Regions from separate parts of the Canis lupus genome. Here region 2 is linked to region 1. A link is a contact called in public Hi-C data. All regions are on one chromosome and are shown on one strand. The core of a region is the stretch at or near the end of the contact, and the rest is flanking DNA. Distances in the headings are between cores, read along the strand shown. Region 1 holds the start of LMF1 (lipase maturation factor 1). Region 2 overlaps LMF1 (lipase maturation factor 1).

Region 1 (5,026 bases), core at 2,527-5,026:
GTCACAGGGCTGCCGCCCCAGGAGGAGAAGTGTTTCTCTGCTCCCCATCCTGCCTCCTGGGAAGTTCCTGAGGGTCAGGGCTGCCAGGGAGCAGAACAAGCCCCTTGCCCCCTTACCTGGGTTCACACCAACCACGTGACTCTCAGAGCTTGTGGGCTGGTGGCCAGGGGACCCGACGTGGGATCAGAAGGCTGCACACCCTGCCCACCACCAGGGGCCTGGTCAACCACGGGGCCTGCACAGAAGCCCGAGGTGCAGGGGCTCGGGAGCCTCGGGCGGGAACACGTGGAGGTGCCGGGAGGGGCAGGGCCTGGAAGCTCGGCGCCCCTTCCCCACCCCCCCATGGGTGTCTTTCATCTGCTGTTCCCAAGTCGACCCCCTTGATGATGAACCAGAAAACCTAAGTGAGGTGTTCCCCCGAAACCTAAGTGAGCCGTCCCAGCAAATTACGGGTCCAGGAAGGGGTCGTGAGAACCCCGACTTACAGCTGGGGGGCCAGCAGCACGGCTGACAGCCTGGACCTGTGGATGGCATTCTGAGGTGGGGGCGGGCTCGTGGGAGGGCCCTCAGCCCGAGGGCCTGCCCTTGAGCCGGGCACACAGTGTCAGGACTGCTTCTGGCGAAAACCCCGCCACACACGTTTGATGCCAGAGTATACACGGAGACAAACGGATGTGTTTCTGTTTAGGCATCTGGGGAGCAGCAGGGGTCAGGCTGTGTGACGACTTCTCATCATCAACCCAAAAAGTTCTGAGAAAACCTGCTTTGACTGAGACTAAGACCCAAGCAAATCAGGGCAGCCCGGGTGGCTCAGCGGTTTAGCGCTGCCTTCGGCCCAGGGTGTGACCAGGATCCAGTCCCGCGTCAGGCTCCCTGCATAGAGCCTGCTTCTCCCTCTGCCTGTCTCTGCCTCTCTCTCTCTTTCTTTCTGTGTCTCTCATAAATAAATAAAATCTTAAAAAAAAAAAAAAAAGACTCAAGAAAATCAGTAATTCCCACGGGTGCAAGAGAAACACAGGAAGTTCACCTCCAAATTCTTTCTTGAAAGTTGTTTGGGGATAAATCCCAGCAAAGAGAGAACAAAAGAACACCAGACAGTGACGTGAGACCTGAGGAACTGTGACTACAGCCCGAGAGGATCAGGGTCCTCTTGCGTGGGCCGTCTGTGTCCTGAGAGTCCACACCAAGGGGCTGGGAGTGGGGCACGGGGGGATGGAAGGGAGACACAGTGGAAGAGCATCCCATGGGGACAAAGAGCGACAATGAAGACTATCAGCAAGAAGTCCGGGAAGTTTTCTGAAGCAGGAGCTGCCCCTAGGCGGAGGGTAGCAGCACGCACAGAACCCTGAGGCAGCTGCACGCTCACAGGTGTGCCAACAGGTACACGGACAGCAACATCTGTTGTAGGAACTCTCTTAACCATGCAGAGGATGAAGCCCAGGGCAGGGGCTCCCCGTGCAGCCTGTGGTGGGGTCGGGAGTCCGCAAGGACAACTCTAAAATTCATCATCAAGTGACACGTGGGCAGCCCCCGTTGGCATCATGAAAAACCCTGGGACTTCAGAAACTCTGATGTAGCTCCTGTTACCAGAATGATCTGGACTCTCTAGGCAGAGACCACGGCAGGATGTGTGCCCACTTGCCCAGGGCCATCTCGGCCAGAGAACATCCTCCCAGGACGATGGGAAACGAGGCCTTCACACAGCCGAAAACACGGAGTCTACCCCAAACAGAGAGAAGCCAGGGAGAAAACACACGTCTCAAGGCAGGTGGCTCTGCGCTCAGCGCCCTAAGACATGTGCCTGACCCAGCAGCCAGAACCATCCCAACTTGAACAGGGGATCCCCGCTCCCCCAGAGCCTGAGGCTGCTGTTAGCCGTGCTTGCCAGGGAGGCGCCTGGCTGCTGCCCCCTCAACAGTCCACGCAGACCTCCGGGGCAACCCTGTCTCCGCTGCCTTCTGCCAAGTGACAGCTCGCTCAACCACTCAGGATGGCTATTTAAAACTGTGGAGGCTCCTGCCATGCAGCCAGGAACTATTTTTACAGGGACAGAGGGCAGGGAGGTACCAGGAGAGCCCACACAGGTGACCCCAGGGCCCTGGGTCGCCCCCCTGAGGCAGGACACACAAAAGCCAGCTTGGTCCTGGCTCAAGGACACTGCCTCTTCCTCCGGGAGGGGAGAGCTTGAGGCACAGCTGAGATGCCCAGCGCCCAGGCCCGTGGAGGCCCACCAGCATGGGTGGGGAAGGCACCTGCCAGCACCCTCGTCCCCCACCCCCGCTGCTCCAGACCTCAGCCCACCCAGCGGGAAGAAGAGAGGGAGACACACTCCACTGGGTATCCTCCTGAAAGGAGGGGGCCCTGCGAGGGGCGAGGGGGGGCAAGCGCAGGGGGGCACCCAGAGCCAGTTGAGGGCAGGAGCGTTGGGCAGGGCAAATGTCCCGGAAGAAGGGGTTTCGGGATGAGGGTCCCGGGGGAGGGACGATAGGGGGGTAGAGTACCAAGGGGGGGGTCTAGGGGGATGCGTCCTCTGAGGCCGGCCATCCCCAGGACAAGGGACTCCTTGGGGGGGCGTCCCAGGAGGGCACAGGGGGTAAGAGTCCCAGAGGGGCAGGGGTGAGCGTCCCAGGGGGGCGAGAGTCCCAGGGAGGAGCGTGGGGGAGTGTGTGTGTGTGGGGGGAGCGTCCCGGGGGAGGGGGAGCGTGGGGGAGAGCGTCTCAGGGGAGGAGGGAGTGTGGGGGGGGAGGGGGAGCGTGGGGGGAGAGCGTCCCGGGGGAGGGGGGAGCGTCTTGGGGAAGGGGGAGCGTCGGGGGAAGTGTCTGGGGGTAAGAGGAGCGTGGGGGGGAGCATCAGCGTCTCAGGGGGTTGGGGGGAGCGTCTGGAGGAGGGGGGAAGCGTGGAGGGGCAAGCATGGGAGGAGCGTGGGGGGAGGAGCGTCGGGGGGACGGGGGTGTGGAGCGTGGGGGGGGGGCAGCATCCCAGGGGACGTGGGGGCGGGGAGCGTCCCGGGGGGAGCGTCGGGGGGGCGGGGGGGCGGGCAGGGTGGAGCATCCCGGGGGAGGGGGTGAGCGTCTCAGGGGGTTAGGGGGAGCGTCGAGGGGGGGGAAGCGTCCCGGGGGAGGGGGTGAGCGTCTCAGGGGGTTGGGGGGAGCGTCTGGAGGAGGGGGGAAGCGTGGAGGGGCAAGCATGGGAGGAGCGTGGGGGGGAGGGGGAGCGTCGGGGGGACGGGGGTGTGGAGCGTCGGGGGGCGGGGGGGGGCCGGCGGCATCCCAGGGGACGGGGGGAGCGTCCGGGGGGAGCGTCGGGGGGGGGCAGGGTGGAGCATCCCGGGGGAGGGGGTGAGCGTCTCAGGGGGTTGGGGGTGAGCGTCGGGGGGGAGGGGCGCCCCCATGGGAAGGCGCGTTCCGGGGGGCAGCGTCCCGGCCAGGGGCACGTGGGGCCGCGGGGCGCCGTGGGGCAGGGTGGGTGTGGACCGGAGGCGGGGCGAGGCCAGGAGTCCCGGGGGCGCGTCCCGCGGGGAGACCCGGAGGCGAGGGCAGCAGCGACGGAGCCCCGGGCCCCCGGACTCACAGTAAATGAAAGCGAGGGCCCTCAAGAGCACGATCCTAGTCAGCCAGAAAGTGCCCGCCCGGAGGCCGGCCGAGCAGCCCGTGGGGTCGAGCCCCGGCCCCGGCGGAGACCCAGGCCCGCCGCCCGCCTTCCCGGCCTTCCGCTTCCTCAGCGACTCCTCGGGCGCCGCCATTGCGGGGGGCCACCAGTGCGCATGCGCCGGGAGCGCCCCGCGCCCGGACGCCCCGCCCCGAGCGGGAGCCTGGCCACGGCCCCCCGACTGGCCACGCCCCGGGCGGGGAGCGCGCTCTAGTGCGGGCGCGCGGGCGCCCCCCGCAGGCCGCGCGTGGTGCTGCCGCCGGGAGGGCGACGGGAGGTCCTCCCCGGGCTCCCGCTGCACCGCGCGGGCCTCGGCTCTTCCGTCACCGGGGCCGCGTAAGCACCTGGGCGGCTGCCCGCCTGCGCCCTCCCTTGGGTGGGCCGGGACCGCGGTGGGCCCGCTCAGCGTCCGTGTGCGCAGCCGGGAGCCGCGCTCCAGCAGAGGCAGGGCTGGAGCAGAGCCGGCTCACGGCGCGGCCGGGGTCCCCGGGTGTCCCCTTACCACGCCCTCACCTCCTGTCCGGGGAGGGTGTCGGGGTGTCAGCCACACGGCTAGCCAGGGGCCTGAAATCAGCCAGGTCCGTCGGCTTGGGCAGGACTCCCACCCCTCTCCAGACCGCACCTCCAGGCCTGGGGGAGGGTGGTGCATTGAGGGTCCCCAGGAAAGAACTTACCCACCTGTGGCCCCGCTGAACCTGGTGACAACATCAGCAACTCCACCCAGGCACCGCTCAGGACAGGTGGCGCCCAGTGGGTGGGCTCATGGGCACTCCTTAAAGGAAGGCGGTTAGTGGGCAAACTGGTCCTTGGAAGCAAATCACTGAGGTGGGTGTGGGTTTTCTTTTTTATTCTTCACAGCTCTTTACATATTACAGATCCTATTCTTGTGTGCATATTGCAAATGTTTGTCCCGAGTTTTTTGTTCGCTTTTGACATCTTGTGCGGAGTGTTCTGACATCTAAATTATTAATACTTGTGGGTCAAATGATCAGTCTTGTTTAATTATATCTTTACCACCTGCAGCGTGAGCTCTATAAAGGCAGGGACTGGCTCTGGACTTGCCCCCCCCCCCCAATCTAGGCCAGGCCAGCAACTGCTGGAACACTTCTTCAGCCTCCAGCTGTTGGGTGATAGCAGATGTGCATCCTATACTGTGAGTTTTTAAAAAGTGCCCCCTTTTTTTTTCTTGTGAAAACTCTCCTTTCAGAGCCCAGCTGTAAAGTGGGACATGTAAAAGATCGGCAGTGGGGGGGCACAGACATTGCACCCTGGTGAGCCCCCAGCAGGGAAGCCTGTGCCCGAGGCCTCCCCGCCTCCGGGGGCGGGGAGGTCAGGGGACAGTCCGTCCTGGCCATGCTTCCAGGTCCTTCCAGCAAAC
Region 2 (5,455 bases), core at 2,655-5,154, 43 kb before region 1:
TGGGCAGGGGACACACTGCCACCTTGGGGACTTACGTGTGCTGGGACATGGTCACCTCCCCCCCGCATGTGGCAGGAACCGCCTCCTCGCCGGCCGCGGCCGTGGAGGGGAAAGGGCCACCCGCACAACCCGCTGCCGCGGTGTGCCCCGCCTGCATGGCGTCGAGTCTGACGGCCGTGACCCCGGAAGGCAGATGCCCGGCGTGCTACCCGCCTGCTGCCCATAGCACACGGTGGGCGCGGGGCTCCCAGGTCGGGCTCCAGCTGCAAGTCTGACCCCAACGCAGTCGCCACGTCCCACTGGGCCCCACGTCCTGAGTCCCGCCGTGAGGTGCCTGTGCCTGTCAGCCCGTCCTCAGGTCCTTTTCCGGAGGGGAGGCAGCAGGCTGGCTCCTTCACAGCCGTGCAGACCCTGCTTACAGCTTTGGGGGCGCTGGTGGCTCCGCCAGTGCAGTGTCCGGCTCTTGGCTTTGGCTCAGGTCGTGATCTCACCATGTCAGGCTCCACGCTCAGTGCGGCGTCTGAGATTCTCACTTGGCTCTTCCCCTCACTCTCTTTCTCTCTCAAATAAATAAAAATCTTTTTAAAAAAAATGTCATTTCCAGGGATCCCCGGGTGGCGCAGCGGTTTGGCGCCTGCCTTTGGCCCGGGGCGTGATCCTGGAGACCCGGGATCGAATCCCACATCGGGCTCCCGGTGCATGGAGCCTGCTTCTCCCTCTGCCTGTGTCTCTGCCTCTCTCTCTCTCTCTCTCTGTGTGACTATCATAAATAAATAAAAATTTATAAAAAAAAAAAATGTCATTTCCATGGTGGCCCCAGAAGGCTCCACCCCATCCTGCCGGTGGCCTTGGGGTGGATGGTTAGCGAACACCCATTAGGAAGCCGCCACGCCCGACGCCATGCAGCTGCCGGTTTCTGGAACGGTCACTTCTGTGGCTACGGCTAATTTCCAATAATGTGGACAAGTGCTGAACAGGCTGCGTTGGGGACACACTTGGACCGTGACAGCCGGTGTGCCCGTCAGGCAGCAGCAGGGCAGCACCCGAGCTACGTCTGCCCTTCGAGGAGCGGCCTGGTCACTGCATGCAGGGCGGCCACCCGCCCCTGCCCACAGGACCGCGAACCTGTCGCCGTGCTGACCAGAGCCCAGCGCCGGCCACCGCTGCCCACACCCTCCGTGTCCGTGAGCGGCCACAGCCCAGAGCCCCACCATCTGGGGACGGATCCTGAGGTGAGGGGGTGCTCTCCGGCCGTGCCCTCCTGAGCCAGCCTTGGAAGCCGCACGGCCATGTCTGCCAGGATGGCCGCGGGTGAGTCTGAGGAAACCCCATAAACATGCTGAGGGTGGACCTCGGTCTCCTGGCCCCACTTGGCCCCTGGCTCAGCTCGGGGCACCTGCTCCCTAAATAAAGCGAACATAGAAGTGGTGCTTACGTTTTTATTCTACTTAGAGACACACGGACAGTGTAGACGCTCGTCTGTTAAACATCCAGAAAATGCACCAAGAGGCCTGAGCTGGGCCTGGGGCACGTGGCCCAAGGTCATGGCACCTTGAGAGCAGCGCGGGGTGGGGGGCCCTGGCTGCCCCTCTGTGGTCTGTCTTCCCGGGACGGGGTGGCTCAGACGGGAGGCCTACGCCAGGCCTCTGCGGAGGCTCCTTGGATCACGGTCCACAAAGGAGGCCGCTTCTGACCCAGGAGAAAAACATCACCTAAGACAACGCTTTGGAGGTGGAAGCCGCGCAGACGGCCGCTCTGGAGAGACCGTGCCAACCGAGGGCTCATCACCTTCCTGCACATCATTACTGCTACTTAGAATGATGAAGCGTGGCACCTATGGATCCTTCAAGAGTGACAGCCACCATCCACATGAGGAGCAGGAAACCCATTAGCTTCAGGTTAGAAACCAGGAAAAAGGAGAAAGATGCCTCCCCTCTGACGGGCTGTCACTCCTGTGTGGGGCGGCCCCACCCGCGGCCGCCTGGGGCTCCCAACGGCAACTGGAGAGCGCGCGGAGCTCTTCAAAGTCGCTTTCTTCATCCTCCCGGGTCCTGTGCCGGATGGGAAGCCACGACGCAGCCTGGCAGTTTGTTTTGCACAGTTGCTGACATGGCACCAGGGGCCCTTTTCGTGCCGTGAGGATGAGTGCACCAGACACAGTTCTGGGGTGACCGTGCCCCTCACAGGTGCCAACGCCTCTCACCCCGCCCCGTGCCCCCCTGTGCCGCCCACCATGCCAGCAGGTACAGTGGGCCTGTTTGGGGGGCCCGGCCCACGCAAGCCCTCTGGCTGTCTCAGGGGCTGGCAGAGCTGACCTTGCCCTCGGGACAGATGGGGACAGTCCTTTCTCCTCGGGAACGGGTGGTACTGATGCCAGCCTCTCCCCAGAGATGGGGCCACACTCCTGCCCTCCCAGCCCTGGCCCCCAGGGCCTGCGTGGAGCTGGACCCGCCCAAGAACCCTCCGCAGCCAGCCTGGACTGGGCAGGAGGACGTGCACCTGTGGCGCTCTCGTCCACGAGACGAAGCCTAATCTCTGAAAGGAGAGGCAAACCAGGGATGCCACCTTTCACATGTAGGACTTAAGTCTGATCACTGCGTGAACAGCAGTGAATTTTCTGGCAAATAGATACTTTTGAAAGAGTTGGTTAAAAGCTTCACACCTTAAATCATTTTAAACTGCACGCTCCCAATTATGAATCGTTTAGAGGACTGCTACTCTGTGCTGTCAGGATGTCCTTGGGCGCTGCAGGGAGCAGGAAGTGACCTGTGTAACCCGCACGCCCACACAGCAACCCTCCGTCCACTGCACTTGTCACGGTGCTAACACTCAGTTACCACGGCAACCAGACTTCCTAGCCCCAGGTGTCCCCTGCTGCTCAGATCTATGCAGGTGTCACCAGCTAGCCCCAAAACCAAAACTCACGGTAATGACCTCAGCTAGCTTTACTGGTTCTGGATAAAGAGGAAAATGCTTCCTGTCGACGGAAATTAGATCTAGCAACAGAGATTTCTTAGGATTAATATATTCCAAGTATTTAACATATATCAGGCTGAAGGGCACGATAATTACCATTTCTTTGGCTTTTGTTTCCTGTGCATGAAAATTAACCGAAGCTTGTCTCGCAGTAACTTGCTGGAATCCTGAAGACGTGCCGGTCAGTGCTGCTCTGCGGCTGACAACAGGGGTGTCCTGGAGGGCCCCCTGGCCGCAGGGAGCCAGGAGTGCTGGCTCAGGCGCGTGGGGTAGCTGTGGACTCTGCTCCCGTCAACCCCGGGCGGCACATTTGCTCAGAGCACCCGTGTGGGCCTGGGCCCTGCGTGGAGGGCCTCCCGCCAGCACCGCAGCTGAGCTCCTGCCTGTGTGCACACGCAGCAGGGCCCCCTCCTCCCACCGGTTCTGGAGAACGACCTGGGTCACTTTCTACTGTCCTGGGTCTTCCACGTGCTCAGTGAACACGGTTTCTGGGCCTCCCTGATGCTGCTGACGGGCACCGCCTTGTCACCTGAAGGAGCACAGGGCCTGGCTGATGCGCAAGGCTCGCACGTCCAGTTTGACACACACGCTCATCAGAAACAATGGGGAGGTTCGGCTCATCTGAAAAGTAGGAGGGCACGCGCCCAGGTCAGAGGTCAGGGCGGCCCTGCAGCCTCACCCCACACAGACATGGTCTCCACTGGGGGGTCGCTGCGGGGGGCACACCAGGCTTCCTCCTGCCTTTCCCACACACGTCAGGACCAGCTTCACACCCCTTGGAAAGGGAATGGTTTCTGGCCCTCTGGTGGGGTGACGGGCACTCCTGAGTCTAGAAGCCAGGATGGCCACTGAGGCACAGCCTCCCCACCACAGAGACCTGACTGTGGGCAGCATGTTCTCTGCATGGGGACAGGTGTCGGTCCCAGAATAGGGACCCAGTGGGCACGGTGGCAGCCGGCACCACTCAGCAGTGGTGCCTGAAGAAGCCTAGGGCGGTGCTTTGCCGATGGGAGGGCCAGCCCCAGGCAGCACATGCCTCGATGCCCGCAGGGCATGTTTCCAGAAATGCTTTGTTGTTAGGAAGGATCAGTGTGCAGTGGAGGGAGGGTTTCAGCTCACATTGGTTTCCGATGTGTGTCATCACAGGAAAACACCCGAGAGGCCCACAGAGGCCCGCAGGGAGGGCCGAGCTACCTGGCATCCGCTGGCTGCCTTACCTCCGCCTCCACCGCACCCCAGGCCTCCTGTCTTGGGTCTCTGTACCCAGTGCTCACACACCACCTTCTCAGGGAGGCCCTCCCAGGACGTAACATTTACAGGTGGGCCCGAGCCCATCCCAGCCTAACGTACCGAACAGCACACTCGCCACGCCACAGACAGCATATCTCGCTTCTTCCCCTTCTCTGTTCCCCTTCTCTGTTCACGCTGCGCCCAGAATGCAAGCTCCACGAGCACACAGTGAGGCTCCATGTAAGTGTGTTCAAGGATACAAAGGAAAACATGCCCATAAGGCATAAAGAGATAGGGAAACTGGGCAGAGAAACAGAAGCATAAAAAAAGAACCAAGCAAATTCTAGAATTGGAAAGGAAAATACCTGAAATTAAAATTTTACTAGATTAATGTAATAGCAGTTGGGAGGACAGAGAACAAAAAGGTGGTGAACCTGAAAATAGCTCAACTGAAGTTATTCAATATGAATAACAGATTTTTTTTCAATAACGATTTTTTAAAAAGATTTATTTATTGTAGGAAGAGAGCACATATGAGTGGGTGGGGGCGAGGGGGCAGAGAAAATCTCAAGCTGACTCCACGCTGAGCCCACAGCCTGATGCTAGATCCCAGGCCCTGAGATCATGACCTGAGCAGGAAGCAACAGTGGGACACTTAACTGACTGAGCCCCGCAGGCATCCCTAGAAACCCAGGTGCCCCTACTAATTTTTTTTTTAAAAGACTGAATAACAAAAGAACAGACTCTCAGGAACTGGTGGGGCATCATCAAAAAGTCCTACATACATGTAACTGGAATCTTAGGAGGAGAGAAATGGGCAGAAAAAAAAAAACCCTAAAATATATTGGCAAAAATGATCAGACTTGGTAAAAGACATGTTACAAGTTCAAGAACCTTAGAGAATCATAAGATAGTATCCAAAAAAGGCCACAAAGAAGCCCACTACAAACTGTGATAATCCAAGGACAAAACCTCCCAAGCAGTCAGAGAAAAAGGCAGCCTGACATTTGGAGAAATGAGAGGACGAATGAGAGCTGACTTCTTGTCAGAAACGACGGAGGTGGGAAGCAGAGAACCCAACGCAGAGTCTTCCACCTCATGCAACGATCTGGTCTGAGATCAAACAGAACCAAGAGTCCGTAAGCTTTCAGAGAGGATGTTGACACAAAGATCTGAGGAGATCAAGCACCGGCAGTTCCAGCACAGGTGTGAAAGGAAGAAGCACTGACCCCCACCAGCAGGAGCATCA

The links. A called contact is a pair of places that touch in the nucleus more often than the background predicts.
Region 2: a contact with region 1 is called in a Hi-C map of blood, with 1.6 times the contacts expected there. The contact joins the enhancer-like site here to the promoter of LMF1 in region 1.

What each region holds. Positions count from the first base shown.
Region 1 is chr6:40,152,921-40,157,946 of UU_Cfam_GSD_1.0, reverse strand. LMF1 (lipase maturation factor 1) reads right to left here and starts at 3,776. Exons shown (of 11, transcript XM_038540861.1): 1 at 3,571-3,776. The coding sequence starts at 3,742. It overlaps LOC119876375 (a long non-coding RNA gene), which reads left to right and starts at 4,125. Exons shown (of 3, transcript XR_005360990.1): 1 at 4,125-5,026.
Region 2 is chr6:40,195,155-40,200,609 of UU_Cfam_GSD_1.0, reverse strand. The region is part of intron 3 of LMF1 (lipase maturation factor 1); the gene reads right to left. Among named protein-coding and RNA genes, the nearest start is that of MIR8877, 26 kb to the left of the region's middle. Within about 2 kb of position 3,904, at least 4 of the 20 cell types and tissues checked have an H3K27ac peak or open chromatin away from gene starts, as enhancers often do. A contact at or near this core is called in blood, where this site is marked.